7 separate regions of the Mus musculus genome follow, and all the other regions are linked to region 1. Evidence: chromatin contacts called from public HiCAR-type, HiChIP or PLAC-seq and promoter capture Hi-C data. All regions are on one chromosome and are shown on one strand. The core of a region is the stretch at or near the end of the contact, and the rest is flanking DNA. Distances in the headings are between cores, read along the strand shown.

Region 1 (2,578 bases), core at 52-2,551:
CTGAGAAAGCAATAAGGATAGAATATAAATCCAACAGATAGTCTATTCAACTCATAGAGGGAGGGACAGGCAGCTCAAGGGCCTTTAAAGCAATGGACCATGGGTATGGTGGTAGGTGAGAGCTGACCTAAAAGTTGTCCTCTGACCTCCATACATATGCTGTGCACAGGCATGCCCCACCGCACATGCATCGTACATATGCACACACACACACACACACAAATCATAAATAAAACAAAAATTTCAAAATAAAAAATTTGGAATATCTGGGTACAGTGGCTCACACCTATGATCCCAGCATTCTGAGGCAGGAGGATTACCAGGACTTTGAGGCTAGCCTGGGCTACATAGTGATATCCTGTTTCAAAAACCAAACCCCAAAAGGATCCAGGTGTGCTAGCATACAACGTCAATCCAGCATTCAGCAAGCAAAGGCAGAAGGCAGAGGGCAGAGGGCAGAGGCAGAGGCTGACAGATCTCTATGAGTTTGTGGCTAACCTGAGCTACACAGTTCTAGGCTAAACTGGCCTACAAAGTGAGATCCCGTTTCAGAAGCAGAATATAGGGACATCCATGAGTGAAGCTGGTCTCCATGAGTCTGGTACCCACATACTGAGTACCACACACCCGAAATGATACCCCTTGGCTCATAAAGGACAGCTGACCGGGGCGTTTCTGCTTGCTATTGAGGATACGGTAAAACATAGAGCCCGTGTGAGGTTACACCTCCAAAGGACAGTTTGATTTGGGGCTTTATTAATCAGAGGTCTATCTGTCCCGCAGGAATGAGGATGTAGTTCGGTTGGTAGAGTGCTTACGCAGCATGCAGAAAACCCTGGCCCCGAGCCCCAGAGACGTATTAATAAAACAGCGCAGGCTAGACACCACTGAGGCCTGTAATCGCAGGAGGGCGGAAGCAGGAGAATCAGAAGTTCAAGGTCATCCTTGGCTACATGGCAAGTTCAAGGCTAGCCTGGCCTTGCTTCAAAAAACAAAGCCAGAATAAATGACCCTGGTGGAAGCCTCTATTCTTTCCAAGGAGGTGTCTGTCTATCCCTTGAAGTGAGACTGATCACCTTCAGTGGTTTTCACAGTGACTTTGTCTTCCTTCTTGGCTCACTAGTCCCTAAACCCTCCTTCCCACCTGGCCCTTTAAGAGCAGCTGCTGCGACCGTACCCGGGCAGACCCCAGCTGCAGCCTGCAGTGTTACTATGGAGACGGGGACTAGCAGGAGGGGGCGGAGAGGTGATTGGGTCCGCGCAGGCGCAGACCGAGGCTGCCGTTCCGCAGCGGCCCCGCTGAGCGTCTAGACCCGGGTACGCGCTTCACTCCAGACTCCGCGGGAGCACAGGCGAGCCGCTGCTCTCACTCACCCCCACGCCCACCAGGTGCGTTGATCGTCGCCCTCCTGTACTCCACCAGCGGTGTCCAGTCACCTAGGTTGTCAGGGACAAAGGGAAGGGAGGAGCAACCCGGGACAGCCCGGAGAAAGTACACGTAAGCCCCCTGCGGACCCTCGGATTGCCCCGGGGGAAGACCGTTGAGTCCGGCAAGCTAGCAGGTAGCTATAGCCTACAGCCCCAAACCCGGAGTCTGGACTCTCACCCTGCTGGTGGCCTTTCCAGAGTGGGATTGACCTAGCCTGTGTTCAGTAGCCCACCCCTTTCTCGGGCTCCCTCCCGCCTAAGATTAGCCTCCGCCGGGCAGCGCCATGACGATGAACCTTCTGCAAGATTGGTGTAAGGAGCTGGAAGTGGAGGTGCACAGGGCCCTCCTGATCACGGGCATCCCTGAGCGCCTGCAGCAGGCGGACATCGAAGCTACCCTGAGTCCGAACTTGCAGCCCCTGGGCAACTACAGGCTTCGGACTGTGAGAGCTGTAACCAAAGAGAAGTCTCAGGCAGCCCTTGTAGAATTTGGGGCAGACTTCGATCACTCTGCCATACCTATCCACATTAGGGGAGAGAATGGGATTTGGAAAATCCTGAGTAAGGACCGCGGGCAAGATGCGCGGGTCCTTAGGCAGATGAGGCGCCTGTTGCTGGATGAAAGGCCCATGGATGACTTCAGAGAAATAGCCATCCCTCTGGTATTGGAGGCCCAAGCCCAGGCCAAGGGATTAGGGAAGGAGGCCAAGAAGGCTGGCTCCTCTGAAGGGGCAGCTAGGAGCGGCCGTCGGGGCCGTCGGGGAGGCAAGCGCCGATCCAGAAGCCACAAGTTGACGGCTCAGAAGGGCCAGAAGAGGAGCCGGGGAGGGCGGCGAGCCAGGAGTGAGTCGGAAGACTCTTCTGATGACAGCCTGGGTATCGTCATAGAGGAGATCTACGCAGAGGACCTGAGCGTAGATGAAGACCAGAGGGCCCTGTATGCCACGCTCCAAGCAGCTGCCAAAGAGCTCACCAAGAAGTGGGCCTTTCGGGGTGACCAGGAAGAAGGAGATGGCCCCCGAGAATTCTTGGCACTTGTCACTGTCACCGACAAAGCTAAGAAGGAAGAGATAGAGAAAGACCTTCCTGGGACAGAGTCTATCTGCTTAAACATCAAAGACGAAAAGAGCGGGGTTCCTGATTTAGTCGC
Region 2 (2,578 bases), core at 40-2,539, 3.0 Mb after region 1:
CTAAATTCTGCGATTAAGGGTGAGCACCATCACACTGGGCTTCAGGTACCACTTACATATGCAGAAATGGAGGCATAGAAGAATTTGCTAGGGGGATCACGCAGGCATAAGACGACAAGATACGGTGGGGTTTGAATCCGAGCCATTCAATAGTCACTCTGCTAGGCCCTATGTGAGACTCTCTCCTTTAGCCCAATACACAGTAGGCCCTCAACATTAGGGAATACAGTATCAGGCATTTCTGAATACTTGAGAAGTCTGATAATGACTTCAGAGTGAAGTTCTGGGAACCCAGGACCCGTCATGGTGACCCTAGGGTACCCCTGTACGGGGCTCCACCTGTCTCTGCCTCCCCTATTGGGGTTAAAGGCATGAGCCACCACCTCCCTGTTTTGGTTTGGTTTGGTTTGGTTTTTTGGTTCCAGTCACTCTGAGCTCACTCTGAGCGCCCAGCCTGACTTGCTGCTGGTCAACCACTGAAACAATGGGAATAGCACAGGGCTCCGAATTAGGTTGTGTGAGGACCAAGGGTCTATCCTCAGCACCCTGTGTGCTCAGGGGTAGACTCCTGTGCTACAATTCCCCAGTGAGGCTTCAGTCTCCAACTCAGCGAAAGGAAAATGAACTAATAAATCAACTCTGAGTCAGTCACGATTAACTTGCTGGAGAGAGTGTGGCCACTAGGGTTAAGGTTCCTGGCATGAGTCACCCAGACTTTTTCTCAGTGTACGAGTCATTTATTTTACAATAATAAAACATCTTTTGCGCGCGTGCGTGCGTGTGTGTGCGCGCGCGCGCGCGTGTGTGTGTGTGTGTGTGCGCGTGCGCAAGCGTGCGCGAAGTGGAGCAAATCCGGTTCTCATTCCCGAGTCTAGGCTACGTTGGAACTCAAGGCAACCCTCCTACCTCATCCTCCCCTGTACTCCGGTGGCCGGTGTGAGTCACCACGCCCTATTTTCTGGAATCTCTGCTCCAGAATCCAGACCTAGGACTTTGGGCCGGGAAGAAGGGATCGGGTGGCCTGGGAGGGCCTCTCGAGGTGCGCACAGGCCGGGGCGCGGGGCGCGGGGCGCGGGGCGCGGGGCGCGGGGCTACTTACCCGCTTTCCGGAGTGCATAGCAGAACAGCAGCAGCAGCCATGACAGCGGGGAGCGGGTGGCTCGGGCGAGTTGAGCCATGTGGTTCCGGTCCGATCCAGCTCTTTGTAGTCCAGTTAGTAACGGCCAAGCGCCTTATCTCTCCGAAACCCTGAAGTCAAGTGCTGGAATCTCAGCTAAGCGGGTGCCGCCTAGGGACGGCCCATTGAGGGCGGTCCCCTGCTGGGCAGGCGCACACAGCCAAGCACGTCTGCCGGGCTGGTTGATGAGTGAACGACCCTGACGATTAGTGTTCTGTAAACCTGTCATCCCAGCACCTGAGTCGGGTGGGGAGGATGGAGGCAAGAGGATCATCAGAATTGAAAGCGGGTTTAAGGCCAGCCTGGGCCACGTGAGATCATCCCGGATTTTTTTTTTAATTAAAAATAATGGGGGGCAGGGGGCTAGGCTTCAAATGTCTTTAATCACAGCACTTTGGAAGGCAGGCAGATCTGTGAGTTCTGTGTCAGCCGGGTCCACCGTAGACAAATCCAGCCTCGTCTGAGTTACACAGTGAAACTGTTTAAAAAAAGAAATAAGGTCTCATGAAGCACATTCTAGGTCAGTGGTTCTCAATCTTCCCAGTGCGCGATACTTTTTTTCTTTGTTTGTTTTTGTTTCTGTGTGTTTGTTTTCGAGACAGGGTTTTACTGTCCTGGAACTCACTTTGTAGACAAGGCTGGCCTCGAACTCAGAAATCAGCCTGCCTCTGCCTCCCAAGTGCTGGGATTAAAGGCGTGTGCCACCATGCCCGGATTCTTTAATACAGTTCTTCATGCTGTGGTGACCCCTAATCATAAAATCATTTTCATTGCTACTTATAACTGTAATTTTGCTACTGTTATGAATCATAATGTGAATATGGGACATGTAAATATCATAATGTAAATATGACATGTGGGATATCTGATATGGTTCCCCAAAGGGGTTGAAGCTCGCAGGTTGAGAACGATTGTTCTAGACTACCCTTGAACTCCTGATCTTCCTCCCAACACCTTGGAATGCAGCAATGCCGGGCCTGTGCTCCCCAACCTTCACCTCCTCCCCCCCCAGTTCCTGCTCTCGGTTAATTCTGAATGGGAATCTGAGGGGCAAGTCTTCTGGAAATCTCTGGAGTTTCTTGAGTCCTGTGGCATTTCCACACTGAGAGCCTGTAACCATTCTGTTCCTTCTCTGACCATGCTGTCATGACTGTGGGCTTCCCCTTCTCCCAGATCTCCCCATTGCTGTGGTATAAACTGGCAGGTCACTAAACCACCTCCCACACACACCCGAAAAGGGAAAAAGTTCTGTGCCCTTCTCTCTCCCTCCCTGTTTCTGCCCTGTGAATACAGCGTCTCTAGTCCTTTCCCATAACACACACACACACACACACACACACACACACACACACACACACACACACAGAGCTTGTTAGCTTCCTGAAGTGAAAGAAAACAAAC
Region 3 (2,578 bases), core at 31-2,530, 2.8 Mb after region 1:
AGCCCCCTACCCGCCCCTTGACAACACCCCCCCCCCATCTCTTTACCAGAGAAGCTTGAAAAGGGTGAGGTGAGTCACCTGGGCAGAGGTGAGGCTGGGTCCTGAGGGAGAAAGGACTGGAAGTTTAGACAACTAGCTGCCCGAGGTATAGCAGGCTGCATGTGGGAAACACGGATCTCTGAGTCCTAGGGACCTGAGAACTTGGGTCTTGGATTCCTGTCAGGGTCTGGCAGGTAGCACGGTTCTTGCTGAGAATCTACCCTCTGGGCTGGCATCATTCCTTTCCCGCCTAACCTGGCACAGACTACTCCTGGGTTCCCACTCTATATCACGTTTGTGCCAGGAGCCTTGGTTCTCAGGCACCCACCTCTGGGCCCAGCCTGTCCCAGGGGAGCTGGTTGGGGGCCAAGCTGGTGCTCTGGACTGGTTGTGAGCAGCCAAGCAGCCAGATATCCTGTCTTCCCTGATCTCTCTTCACCCTGTCCCCAGTGTCCCCCCGCCCCTGTTTCTCCTCCCCACTTCACCACATGCAGGTGTGTGGATTTATCGGGGCCCTCAGGAAAGGGGCCCTGTCAGTCGGAAAACACTGTTCCACCTTCTCTGTCAGGCTCGGTTCTTCCGGCCCTTTCAGAGAGAGGCGGGTCCTTTAGAGGCAGCCTAAACTCTGAATTTTGGGGAAACCCTAACATTCTAGAAAGTGCTTTAACCGCAGGGTCCCCCGTTTCTCTGAGGAAACTCTGAGCTTAATCACTTAGAGAACAGCTCCGGGATGCTAATCTTCAGTATCTTAGCAGAACCTATTTTGACTATGGGGGAGGGGAGGGGCTGGACTCCAGTCTAAGGGACTAGGGGCTACAGATCCCAGATTCCAGGTACTCAAGGTTATTAGGGGTCGCAGGGCTTAGACTCCAGGATTCCCAAAGAGCTGGGGAGGGACAGCTGTCTCAGATGTGTTTGCTCCAGAGCTAGGGTATCCTTAGCTCTCAGATCGGGTGCACCCCAAGGCCTCCCGCCTTCCTCCCTACTGGGGAATCCCTAGATTGTGATCCCTGGGGAAATGGAAGCTTGTTCCCCTTGTCTTCTCGGGGACTCCAGGGGCCTGCCCCACAAGCCCCAACCTCAAGTTTCAGCTCTGCCCTCAGCCCCAAGTCATACCTGAGTAGCCCGACAGCAGGAAGGTGAGCCACAGCAGCCCTGCGCGGGCGTCAGGGGGTTCCATGTTCCCTGCAGTGGCGGCAGTGACTGAGCCCGGGCGAGGCTCTCCGCCGCCCTGAAGCTGGCAGCGGAGGCCAGGCCCCTGACCACGCCCCTGACCACGCCCACCCCATCCCCAAGCTGGGCGCAGGGCCAAGACCTCCCACTGCCCTGAGAGGACCTCCCACCCTCGCGCGCGCGGGGACCCGCTAGCACCGCCGCGCGCTGCTCCATCCAACCCACGCCTGCGGCTCTCCTCCTCAGCCGTGGGGACCGACCCTCCAGTCAAGCCTCGAGCTGGAATCTAAGGGAAAGCGCGCAGATACTCGTTCCCTTCCTTCCTGGCCACCTGCGGGGTCTTGACACGCATGCCCAAGGTGGCATGTGGCCCTCGACTGCAGGTGAATCTTTTTCCTAGTTTATTTTCTTTTTGGAGTCGGTGGCCCACTGTAGCTCAGGCTGGCCTTCTGCCTCAGTTTCCCAAGTACTGGGATTACAAGGGTGAGCCATCGCCCTGGTTTGTGAACTGTCGGTTTTGACCAGCGGTCCCTGATGTGATTAGTTGCCTGTGCTGGTCTCTCTTTGTAGTCTCTCCTGCATGACCGGCTCTTCCCTGAGTGCCCTAGGATGCCCTCCCCTTAGAGGCAGCCACCTTGCTGGGAAGCGCCCCTCCTCTGACTGAGCAGTGGCCTGGAACTGGTCAGGTCAATCTTTTCTCTAATGGGTTTTCAATTCCCAGTCCTGGTCGGCCTCTTTGGTGATGAGGTGGGGATGGGGTGCCCCTCCCTCTGCTCTGCTCTGCTCTCCTTGACTCCTTCACTTCCCCCCATCCAGGGAATCCAAGGAATGTCACCCCCCTTCCGCCTTCCTTCTCTGCCCGCCATTCCTTCCCCACCTTGGGGGGAGGGGAGGAGAAGTGGGCTGGCGCGTCGGCAGGTGAGTGGCTGAGGGAAAGAGCAGGCTGCTAGGACCGCGGGATGGAAGAGAGGGTCACAGGTCAAAGTAAGGGGTCACAGATCAGTCTACTCCAGGATCCTCACACGCCGAGGCAGTGTGGAACAAAATCCCAAGAATGCTGGATGGGGGCTGGAGAAGGAGGGTTCTGCCTCTGTTCAGAGGGTAGAAACTAGCCTGGGATACTGCTATGGATGGGGGGTGGTATAATTGTGGGTCATGCTGAGAGAGGGTCCTCCCCCTCCAGTCTCTGGCCAGTCTGAGGGTGACCAGCGTTGAGCTGCCCTGTGAGCCAAGGTTTTACCCATCAGTCCTAGTGGAAAGGCTTATGTTGTAGGTTTTGGCAGGGCTCTCAAAGCTGTTTTAGCATTCCCTGTCACAGGAAGCAATTGTGAAACCAGGAAAAGTGACCTTTGCGTGGGGCTCCTTC
Region 4 (2,578 bases), core at 56-2,555, 2.8 Mb after region 1:
TGACTCTACCTGGGACACAGCCGACTAAGTTCCCAATTTCAGGCTACGTCTTTAAGCCTTTGATTATATTTGGGGGCAGAGGGGTAAAGGTCAGAGTCCCTTGATCATTAAATTCCATTGCCTACAGCTAAATCCGAACCTGCCAAGATAGTGCCTCTGGACCCTAACTGCACCTGGACCCCAGCGAGCAGAGCTCTTTGCCCACAGTTAAACCCAAGACCCACAAGTTTGAACCCCTTTTCTCCAATTCTATCTAGACCCGGGTTAGGCTCGCCTTCTGAGATCCTGGAGGCAGAACCTCTTAATTTTCCCAGAACCCAGGGGTCAGTGTCTGTAAACTCCCTGAGGCTTGCACTCCAGACTCACACCCTTCCTGCCCCTGAGTGCCCCCAACTCTCATCATTGGTTTGCCAAGGGCTCCCAAAGACCGAACTCATCCCCCCCCCAACACACACTCGTCTTGGGAACCTCGACTGTGGGTCCCCTCGCGCCCAATTCTCCCCGGGCCTCGGATGCCCAACCCAACAAGAAGGAAAAGAAAAAAAAGGGGGGGGGGTGTCGTCCCTCCTCACCATCACGACCCTCCAGCTAGTGTGAGTGGGGGGAACATTCTCCACATTCCTGAGGGGGGAGAGCAGAGACGGAAATCCAGATTCCGGATAAGTGATCAGCACAGGATGGGGAGGATTTAACCCTTTCCACGCCGAGGGAGGTGGAGGGGGTCAGAAACCCGGGTTAGAATGGACACTTGTGATTACGCGAGGTGCAGAGAGGGAGGTTAGGAGACTCGGAGAGAGAGCCCGGTGTGTTGCGAGAATCTCGATCAGTAGGGCCAACCTAGAAGGGGGCACGAGGGAAAGGGGCCTCGGGGAGCTGGGAGTGAGGTGGGGGACGATGCCCCGTTCCCTCCCTTCTGAGGACTGACGAAGGCATCCGCGCGTTTTCACCTGTTTCCTGAAGCAGGAGCAGTAGCAGCGGCAACAACGGCAGCGTCGGTGACAATCTGGACGGCGGGAGGACTGCGGCCCGGGCCATGGGGGGCCCGGGGAGGGACTGGGCCCGGGCAGGGGGTGCCTAGGGACCACTCTTCGTGTACCGATCGGCTGGGAGGGCAGTCAGGGGTCTGAAGTGTCCGGCTCCAGGCCGGCTTCCGCCGCTCACGGCTCCCCGGATCAGTTCGTTCGGCCCAGCTTTCCCTCGCCTGGCTCTCAGGATCCGCGCCCCCCGGCCCCTCGCTTAGCTCCAGCGGGCCGGACTCATGACGTCACAGGCCCCGCCCCTCTTCGCCAAGCCGATCCTAGGGCTCAGGCTCCGCCCCTCTCAGGGCTAAGACCCCGCCCATCCCGCGTCCCACACCTGTCTGGCCCCACGATTCTATCTCCGCCTTCTCCTGGAATTAACTATTTGACCACGCCCACTCGACATGGAGCCACGCCCACACACAACCCGGGAAGACCCACTGCGCCCCCTACTGGTCACTCTAATGAGACGCGGTCACACCCCCTTCTAAACTTCCGGTCGCCTCCCACCAGGAGAAGCCATGCCTTCTCGCCCAGACCACGCCCCACTGCCCTCTGGTTAGCCTGAGTATGTGGGCTCTCATAGGGCCTCCCTTCCTGAGGCACCGCCCCTTGGTGAGGCCACACCCCTGTCCCAGCCTTTCTCCTAGTCCTGCTGCTGTGGTAGGTCGGGGTCACTTCTTAGTGGACCCCATTTCTTTCTGATCTCTGCCCTGGGTTCTCGTGTCGCCGCATCATTTCTTTCCAGATTTCTCCTCTTTCTCTACCTCTGAGTCTCCCTCCGCATCCCCATGTTTCTCTGTGGCTCTGCTCTGGTGTTTCTTTGTCTGTCCATGTGCCTATGTCACTTAGTCCCCGTGTCTCGTTGCATTCCTTTGACTGTGTGCGTCTCTCTTTGCGTCCCTGTCACTTTCTGTTTCTTGTCTCATAGTTTTTTTCTGTGTCACTCTTAATATTCCTGTCCCTGCATCTGGCCTCTGCGTCCCTCCCACCCAGTATCCTTTTTTTATATCGCAGCCTTCCGCGAGGGGGCAGCATAAACCAACCCAGCAGGCCGAACCCCGCTGGGTGGGGCTGGACCAGTCAGTCTGTCCTCTGGCCCTACCAGTCCCTTCCGGTTGTCCTTGTCCCACTTTCTCTATCTCACCAGAATCCTGTGGTCTTTGTGGCTGGTTTTGAGGCGGCCCTTTTGTCTCTTCGTAGACGCTCCACCCTCCCCACCCCCACCCGCCTTTTCACATTCCCAGGGCCGCCGAGTGGAGCTAATGAGAAGGTCCACTTGTTGGGGATGGGGGAGGGGAACAGGTACTCCGCTGCTGAAGTACCTGACAGCCAAATCCTCCCCAAGGGCCAGGCATTTGGGGGTTTCTTGTGAGAGAGCCACCTGGGCTGGGGTAGGGCCCCTTCTCCACCGGCCACATACATGAAGCCCCTCTCCCATGTGGCAAGGCCCAAGGAGTGGACCCTGGCTCTGACCAACTTGCTTTCCACTCTTGTTAATGCTCCTATTTGTTTGCTTGCTGATTATTTTGTGTGTGTGCAGGCCGTGCTGACTTCTG
Region 5 (2,578 bases), core at 38-2,537, 2.7 Mb after region 1:
TAGCCCTGAGCTGTCCTGGAACTCACTTTGTAGACCAGGCTGGCCTCGAACTCAGAAATCCGCCTGCCTCTGCCTCCCAAGTGCGCCACCACAACCGGCTCTTCTCTAACTCTTGAAAAAAGTTCTGGCTTTTCGTTTCTGCCTTTGACTCCGCCAATCATCACTCAATATCCGCTACTTTCCCCATTAAGGTGGGACTTGGAGGACTCCTGATGCCTCAGGAAAACCCCCGTCTCCGTTCTTCCCTCAGGGCGAAATCCGAGCCCCAATACTTCGTCACTGGAGAACTTTCCTCTCCCCCATCTCGCTGCAGGCCCCGCCCCTTTTCAATCCCATCGTCAGGCCCCGCCCTTCGTTTTCTAAACAGGCCCTGCCCTTTCCCTAGACCTGCCACTACGCCCCACTTTCCCCCACCCCAACCCAAGGGTAAGTCCCGCCCACTCACTGAGCCACACACCTCTTCTTGCTCTTGGAGCCTGACCCCGCCCCTATTTCCTGTCAAGCACAGTCCTGGATCCTCCTCCTCGAGGTCAGGCACCGCTCCTCCTTAAATCTTGAAGCTGGGCCCCGCCTCTTTCTTTGCCTCTAAAGGCCTAAGCCTTGCGGGAGAAGGGTCCCCCTTGTTTGGAGAGAATAAAGCCACTTCCTCGAATTAGGCTCCGCCCCTTACTCCTAAGAGCAGCCTCACCCACTCTGTAAACCAGAAGCCTCCTCTGAGTTTGCCCCGCCCCTGTGTGTATGGCTCCTCCCCTTCAGAGTTATGCCCCGCCCCTCCTCTCGACCGCCGCCCGGCCCGCCCCCTTCTTTGCCTCAGGCTCAGGCCCCGCCCCCTTCTCACTCCTTAGCGGGACGCCTAGCCTGTATCTCCCCGGCAAGACCCTTCACCATCCTCTACCTTCTGCCTTATCCCTCGCGCAGTGTCCCCGCCACCCTTGTACTCTCCGCACCGAAGCGCGAATCCTGCGGAAACCCGCAGATGACTCCGAGCGCCCCGAACTCCCCGAGCCCGAGCCCCGCCCCAGAGGTTCCACTCTGCTTACCCAAGGCCCCTAGCTCGGGCGCGGACTCTCTGGCAGCGCGGCGACTCGGCATGGCCCGGCCCGTAGGGACCGACAGCCCGAAGGCCAGCTCAGGGCGAGCGCACACGAGGGCAAGCCGGGCAGTCGGACAGCCCGGTCGGCTGGGACGATCACCGGCCGGGCAAGCGGTGCAAGGCTAGGGCCGAAGGCCGGGCTGGACGCACGGCGCCCGGGGCTGCGGGGGGCGCCGGGCCGAGCGGGCGGCGGGCGGGGGCGGGGCGGCGGAATTCCCCGGCGCCGCCGGCCTGCGCACCCATTGGCTCGTACCCCTCCGTGACGTCACGTCAAAGGGAATGGGAAAACCCCCGCTGCTCACGTGACTGCGGGGGCGGGGTCGGCCGGGAAGCGAAGGCTTGGCACTTCGCAGGGTCCGGGTGCGAGTCGCTGCCCATTGCCTTGGCCAAGACCACTGAGGTCCGTCCGGGTCCACTTGCGCCCTACCCACAGAACAAGCTGAGAAATGGGCATTCCATTTCCCCTACGAGGGCTTGAACCTGCTATCTTTCAGGCTGGCAAATGAAGCCAGGAGTGGGAAGTTAGCAGCCATTGATAATTTGTTTGAAGTAAAATTTACATAGGGTCTCATCTTGCCCAGACCGATGACCTTGAACTGCAGATCCTTTTGCCCCCATGGATCCTTCAGATTCGTCCCTCCACAGTGCTGGGACGACAGGCATGAACCACCACCTAGTCTATGCAGCACTGAGTGTTGAACCCAGGGCTTCATGAATACTGAGCTACAGTCCCAGCCCGTTGGTGATATATGGCACCTATAACCTATAGAAACCTATAGAAACTTGTATGTTCCATTCCCCTTCTATCATAGCATGTGTGATCAATGATTCAAGCAACCTACGCATAATTAAGCACTTGCCATATGCTGCAGCCTGTAATGAAAACTAGGGTACAGCATTACTAAAACCAGGCCCACTTCTTGCTCCAGAGGCAGAAAACTGCAGCAGTGAATGATGTGGCACCGGTATCTACTGTTGCACACCAAAGCAAAGAGCATTGTTTTGGTTTTGCTATGTAGCTCTGGTTGACATTGAATTCATGATAATCCATCTGCTTCAGCCTGAGTCCTGGGGATCCCAGGCACCTACCATCACGTCCAGCTTAGAGCAAACCTTTTCTTGCAATGAAAGACATTAGGCTCAGGCTTTGAGAACCAAATGGTCTTAATTTTCAAATGTGCCATCTTACATAAACAGCCAAGGACCAGAAACAGGGATGTGGCTATGTTCTATTAGAACATAATTTGATAAATATAGAAATGGGAATATCATGTAACTTTCACACTGAATCATATTCTTTTTCACTTTGTACCAGAGGGAAATGTTCCAGTGTCATAAGCAAGCCCAGGAGTGGACATCTCCCATAGAATAAGCTTGCCAGTCACACACACACACACACCAATCACTGCTTTCCTTGAGGTTTTCCAACTGTAGTGCTGAGGATGTGGCTTGTGATAGAATGCTTGTCTAGCATGTATGAGATTC
Region 6 (2,578 bases), core at 34-2,533, 2.6 Mb after region 1:
CCAATGCACTCCTCCAAGTGCCCGTCCAGTTCCACCTCCCCACCAACAGGCCTAGATCTTAGATCTTCCCATCTCCCAACATGTAAGTCACCTTCTGTTGAGTAGGGAATACTGCCGAGTCCTTCCCCAGGTAAACCCTGGTAAAAGCGGGCTCCGCGTTCTGCTGCCGAACCTTACTGCGGAATTCCTCGCACACAGGCAAACTGGCCACCTCGTCCTCTGCTTTACTACCTGCTGCCTCTGACCCTCCTTTCCCAGTCGGAGGGTTTACAAACTTCTGTACAGTCTGGGTTTATTTCCGTCCTCGTTTCAGCCAAAAGAGCAATGGCCATAGCCGGCTACGCTTTGCCTCCTGGTTTACAGACCAGCTGCTTCGCTCTCACCATCCCGTGGACTCAGGCACTTACCTTTCCCCCAATACTATAACCAGGCTCTCTTCATCTATCCCTGAGTGTACCATGAACTCAAAGGCTGGCTGCCAGCCTCCCAAACTCCCAAACAAGGTTAGGCTTTGAAAACCCAGTCCTGTGGACCTTTCCAGCTCTCCCGCCAACCCCTCTCTGCCTCCAGCTCTAACCTAGGCACCGTTGAAATCACCAATAAGTACCATTTGCCGCGGGCCACCTCCGTGGGGGTCGGCCCTATGGCGGTCCCACCCGCCTCTAGGCTCTCCCCCGCAACCCTCGCCAAAGCTACCGTGTCTCCAGGGGTCTTTGGGCTCCACCGCTCCAGACACGATGTCCTCGTCAGATGGGAACGTGACACGCTTGGCAGCAGCCTTAAGGCGGCCATCGGCCGGGGGCGAGGTCCCGGTAGGAGACTCAGCTTCGGCGGAGGCCTCCTCGGTCTCGGCCTCCGCGTCCGCGTCGGCGTCCGCGCCCGGCCCGGGCGGAGCCTCCTGCGGCGGGATCTCCATCGCCGCCGCCTCCTCCTCCTCACGGGGGCCCCGGGGACATGCCCCGGGCCCCGGACTCGTCTCTCCGGGTCCTCCCGCCGTTCCGGGGCATGGGCTTCGCCGCTGCCTCAAGCGCCGCCTCCGTCCGCTCCGTTCGTCGTCGTCGTCGTCGTCGTCGTCGCAGTCGCCGGGAGCCCCAACGCGCCTCCGCCGAGCTCCGCGAGTACCTGCTCTTCCGCAGCCACACTTTCGCTACAAGCCGAAGGGCCCGCTGCGTACCGAGAAAAGCATAGCACCGACTCAAGCTTTTGCTCTGAAAAAAAACCGTGTCGAGGACGACAGGAAGACCGGAACAAAGAACAGTAAGCTCCGCGGAAAAAAGAAACGTGACCGGCGAATCTGCAGAGCCAAACTGCAGAACACAGAGGCGGGGCCTATGAACGCTGTCTCCCGGAGCGCCGCGCATGCGCGAGTTCTAGCCGCCCCCTCCCGCCCCCCACAAGCCAAGCTGTCAACAGTCAGGCTCCCGCACATTCGTCACAAGCCCAAGTAATTCGGGAAAGGATTCAATACAAATCCTATAACCGCGGCCTGCGAGAGGGCTGTCAGCGGCTAAAGCCGTCTGAGTTCGTAAAAATAGAAGAATCGCCTCCACAAAATTGTCCTCTGATTTCTACGCGTCTACAAGAAATGAGTAACTTAAAATATAAAATACGGATCAGATATTAATTAAAAAACCACTTGCTGGACATGGTAGTGACTCGCCTTGTGAACCGAGCCTTGGAGAGGCTGAAGGAGGAGGTTGCGAATTCGAGGCTAGGCTGGATTACAAAGGGAGCCTCAGACAAGCAGGTGCTACAGCAGGAGACCCTGGTGGGGCTAAGCCAAGTACTGGGAGCAGGATAAAGTGATGGAGGTGCTGAGAGCTGAGAGCCAAGCTGAATATCGGATGAGTACGTACAAGTGACAGAAGCGACAGAAGAGCACACTTTAGCACAATTTTCGTCAAAATTGTATCAAATGTAAATTACAATATTAGACGAGTCTGCTAGGTATTCATGAACCTGCTATAAAAACAAAACAAAACAAAAACTGGGAGCAGGAATTCCAAAGGCTCGGGATGAACCAGCTGACCAAACCTGAGCGAGCCTAAGCCACACCTCCAAGGGGTCGATTCCAAAGCTCAGGATTCATCTGGGCACTTTCGCTTTTCCTTCTCAGCTCATTAAAGCCCACTGGCACAGGGACTGAAACCACAGAACGGGATTTGAGGAGGGTCGAGCACAGCATTGCCAAGTAGAGAGCTAGGCTGGAACTGGAGGGAGGCTCCAGTGTGAACTGATAACTGAGACCACTGCTAAGGGTAGCTGCTTTCCTCTTCACAGTTGGGGGTTAGCACACTTTGGAGACTGAGAAGTACCAAAAGCCCCTATAATTAATGCAAACCTTCAGTTACATTCTGAACTCCAAAAGGCATTAAGTGGGCTTTGTTTGGGGGGGGAGGGTTGGGTTTTGTTTGGTTTTACTGGTTCTCATGTAATCCAGGCTGCCCGCTGACTTGCCATGTAGGAAAGACAGGCTTTATCTCTGGCTCCTCCTGCCTCTACACCCCCTTCCCCACACCAAATGCTGGGATTACAGACTTGGGTCACTGTGCTTAGCTAGGAACTGCTTCCAGATATC
Region 7 (2,578 bases), core at 35-2,534, 2.5 Mb after region 1:
CCGAGATGTTCTGGAATCGGATGTTAGCACTTTCTGCTGCAACCCTGGGAGTGCATAAAGATCCATTAAACCGAAAGGCATAAAAGTATGAATGTGAAGCTGGAGAACGGAACTGAGCAGTGGTTAGGAGCACTGGCTGCTTCTGCAGTGGACCAGGGTTCAATTCTCAGCAACCACGGGGCAGTGGACAACCACCCAACTCCAGTTCCAGGGGATCTGTCTCCTTCTAGTGGGCTTGGGCACTGCATGCACGCAATACTTGTAGTCACTCACAAACATAAATAAATAAATAATACACTTAAAAAAAAGTCAGATCTGCTGCACCTTCATTGGAGTGGGCGGGTTGGGGAATCTGTAAAGGATTGACTGGGAAGTAGTATCATGGCAGAGCACATGACCATCGTGCACAGGGCCCTGAGTTCAATTCCCCGGCACCCCCAACACATACATGCAAAGAAGAGTCAGGCAAGGTGGCCTAAGCCTTCAATCCCAGCACTTGGGAGGCAGGATCTTTGTGAGTTCTAGGCCAGCCTGGGCTACATAATGAGGCCCCGTCTCAAAAGGAGAAAAAAGGAGAGCATGCACGTGCAGTTGAGTCTATCATCTGATGGAAGGTGCTCTGTGGTTATGATACAATACAGCTAGGTCCCTGGGAGACTGGCCCACAGTGGGGGACAGAGGCAGAGGAGTGATAGAATCTTGCTATGAGTCACTGGCTGTTCTGGAATTCATTCTGTAGACCAGGCTGGCCTCAGAGATGCCACCTACCTCAGCTTCCCCAGTGCTGGGATTAAAGGCATGAGCCACCACCGCCCCACTGGCCGAGAGCTACATTTTAAAAGCCATGACAGGGCTACCCCACTGGGTCCTCAATCCAGCCTCTGGGACCAGTGGAGTTTCCTTTGAATCCTGTCCCCCAGCAGAGGATACAAGAGGAACACATGCTCCCTTGAGACCCTATCCACACCTCCATTACTCCAGAGCTCAGCTGTGGGCCCCTGTCCAGCTCAGGGTGTCTCCCCTGGGCACACAGGATGATGTTGTTACCTTGGGAGGCGTGAAAAGCAGGCAGGAGGGCGGGCGGATTCCGGCAAAGCTGGGAGGGGGGGTAAGGGCGGGGAGAGGGGTCTGTGGCCCTTGTCACAGCAGGGCCCAACCACAGCCTGGCCTAGAAGGGCAGACAGATAATGGGGCCTTCCAGCCCCTGGCCCCAGAGAGGGAGGGGCTTCCTGACAGGAAATTGTCCTCCTCCAACCCCCCCCCCCCTAGATCCAAGCTCTCAGCAGTCCTGGCCCAAGTAGTCTGGGGACTGGACAGCAAGAGGGGACAGAAGGACAGGCACAGACAGAAGGTGAGTGTCGGGGTGAAGAAAGCATGCCCCCAACTTCTTCCAAAGATGGGACACCTCATCAGAACCCAGAACTCTGGAGGCAGGAGGGCTGGGTGAGCAGATGCAGGCTGAAGGCTGGGTTTGGTGAGTGCTGCGGTGAAGCGGCGGCGGCAGGGACTGGGGCTCTGGGATCCAGAGAGGTAGGAAGGACTTGTAGAGATGGGGTCCACTCCTGGCTGAGGGAGATGGGGATGTTAGGTCTAATGCACTCTGACACTCTGACACTGGATGGGGACACCCCCGTGGGGTGGGCAGCCAGTGCCTGGCTGCCTCCAGTGAGGAGGGTTGCAGCTACCAGAAAGCCACACACACACACACACACACACACACACACACACACACACACACACACACACAGGCTCCTCACACCTGCAGGGCCAGCACTAAGGAGCGGAGGCTGAGGCAGGAGGCTGGCCGGTTTGAACAAGCTTGGATTAGGGATTGAGACTCTGTCTCCATTAATTAATTAATTAACTAATTAATTAATTAATTAAATAGAAAGGAAGGGCTATCAAGATGGCTCAGCAGGTAGATGCTTGCTGCCCTGAAGAGCTGGATCCAGTCACTGTGACCCACAAGGCAGAGAGGACCGACGATTGCAAGTTCACATCTGAACCCCACATACCGACCATGGCTTGTGTGCCCACATACAAAATTAATTAATTAATTAAAATAAAGAGAGAGAGAGAGAGTGATCAAGAGAGGCTAGGATAGGATATGAAGGCTGCCCCGGCTGGTGATGCTGATGTCAGAGTCAGGCTCAAGGATGTGTAACCTAAAAGGATCAGTTTTCGAACATGGACCTTAGGACTTTTTTTTTTTTTAATAATTTTTCAGCTAGGCAGTGGTGGTGCACACTTTAATCCCAGCTCTCAAGAGGCAGAGGTGAGTGGATCTGTGAGTTCAGGGCTAGCCTGGTCTACAGAGTGAGTTCCAGAACACTGAAGGTTACAAGAGAAACTCTGTCTAGAAAAACTAAGAAAACAAAATTCCCACAGAGTCTCACGTTGCTCAGTCTGGTGTCAAATTTCTATATACCCAAAGACTATACTGACGCTCTGGTCCTGCCCTCCCTCTCCCCAGTGTGTGGATTGCAGCCCTGCATGGCTGCTGGGGTGGGAAGCCAGGGTTTCTTGCAAGCCAGACAAGTACTCTACCAACTGAGCCTCGTCCCCTGCCTTGGCTTTT

What was found. Promoter capture Hi-C pulls out the DNA fragments that hold promoters and counts their contacts. HiCAR-type assays count read pairs that join an accessible place to other places. HiChIP or PLAC-seq counts read pairs in DNA pulled down with a chosen protein or histone mark.
Region 2: a contact with region 1 is called in a promoter capture Hi-C map of embryonic stem cells, with 3 times the contacts expected there. The contact joins the promoter of Pvr here to the promoter of Pnmal2 in region 1. A contact is called at or near these places in 3 of 39 promoter capture datasets (embryonic stem cells, hippocampal neurons and liver).
Region 3: a contact with region 1 is called in a promoter capture Hi-C map of cranial neural crest. The contact joins the promoter of Bcam here to the promoter of Pnmal2 in region 1. A contact is called at or near these places in 2 of 39 promoter capture datasets (cranial neural crest and frontonasal cranial neural crest) and 1 of 115 datasets of contacts at active chromatin or transcription factors (embryonic midbrain).
Region 4: a contact with region 1 is called in a HiCAR-type map of astrocytes, with 5 times the contacts expected there. The contact joins the promoter of Nectin2 here to the promoter of Pnmal2 in region 1. A contact is called at or near these places in 1 of 39 promoter capture datasets (cranial neural crest) and 4 of 115 datasets of contacts at active chromatin or transcription factors (VIP interneurons, astrocytes, embryonic forebrain and 1 more).
Region 5: a contact with region 1 is called in a promoter capture Hi-C map of hippocampal neurons, with 6 times the contacts expected there. The contact joins the promoter of Relb here to the promoter of Pnmal2 in region 1. A contact is called at or near these places in 3 of 39 promoter capture datasets (cranial neural crest, hippocampal neurons and second pharyngeal arch cranial neural crest) and 2 of 115 datasets of contacts at active chromatin or transcription factors (embryonic forebrain and stem cell-derived neural progenitor cells).
Region 6: a promoter capture Hi-C map of hippocampal neurons shows a contact between it and region 1, with 3 times the contacts expected there. The contact joins the promoter of Ppp1r37 here to the promoter of Pnmal2 in region 1. A contact is called at or near these places in 2 of 39 promoter capture datasets (hippocampal neurons and second pharyngeal arch cranial neural crest) and 2 of 115 datasets of contacts at active chromatin or transcription factors (astrocytes and embryonic stem cells).
Region 7: a contact with region 1 is called in an H3K4me3 HiChIP or PLAC-seq map of embryonic forebrain, with 3 times the contacts expected there. The contact joins the promoter of Exoc3l2 here to the promoter of Pnmal2 in region 1. A contact is called at or near these places in 2 of 39 promoter capture datasets (cranial neural crest and frontonasal cranial neural crest) and 1 of 115 datasets of contacts at active chromatin or transcription factors (embryonic forebrain).

The regions. Positions count from the first base shown.
Region 1 is chr7:16,943,381-16,945,958 of GRCm38.p6, forward strand. Pnmal2 (PNMA-like 2) reads left to right here and starts at 1,302. Exons shown (of 1, transcript NM_001099636.2): 1 at 1,302-2,578. The coding sequence starts at 1,713.
Region 2 is chr7:19,919,854-19,922,431 of GRCm38.p6, forward strand. It overlaps Pvr (poliovirus receptor), which reads right to left and starts at 1,290. Exons shown (of 8, transcript NM_027514.2): 1 at 1,100-1,290. The coding sequence starts at 1,178.
Region 3 is chr7:19,769,252-19,771,829 of GRCm38.p6, forward strand. It overlaps Bcam (basal cell adhesion molecule), which reads right to left and starts at 1,281. Exons shown (of 15, transcript NM_020486.2): 1 at 1,156-1,281. The coding sequence starts at 1,219.
Region 4 is chr7:19,748,268-19,750,845 of GRCm38.p6, forward strand. It overlaps Nectin2 (nectin cell adhesion molecule 2), which reads right to left and starts at 1,306. Exons shown (of 9, transcript NM_008990.3): 1 at 948-1,306. The coding sequence starts at 1,035. Gm34744 (a long non-coding RNA gene) reads left to right here and starts at 1,303. Exons shown (of 3, transcript XR_881878.3): 1 at 1,303-1,682.
Region 5 is chr7:19,628,151-19,630,728 of GRCm38.p6, forward strand. It overlaps Relb (avian reticuloendotheliosis viral (v-rel) oncogene related B), which reads right to left and starts at 1,288. Exons shown (of 12, transcript NM_009046.2): 1 at 1,041-1,288. The coding sequence starts at 1,092.
Region 6 is chr7:19,561,115-19,563,692 of GRCm38.p6, forward strand. Ppp1r37 (protein phosphatase 1, regulatory subunit 37) reads right to left here and starts at 1,284. Exons shown (of 13, transcript NM_199149.3): 1 at 697-1,284. The coding sequence starts at 916.
Region 7 is chr7:19,462,003-19,464,580 of GRCm38.p6, forward strand. It overlaps Exoc3l2 (exocyst complex component 3-like 2), which reads left to right and starts at 1,285. Exons shown (of 12, transcript NM_001370800.1): 1 at 1,285-1,351.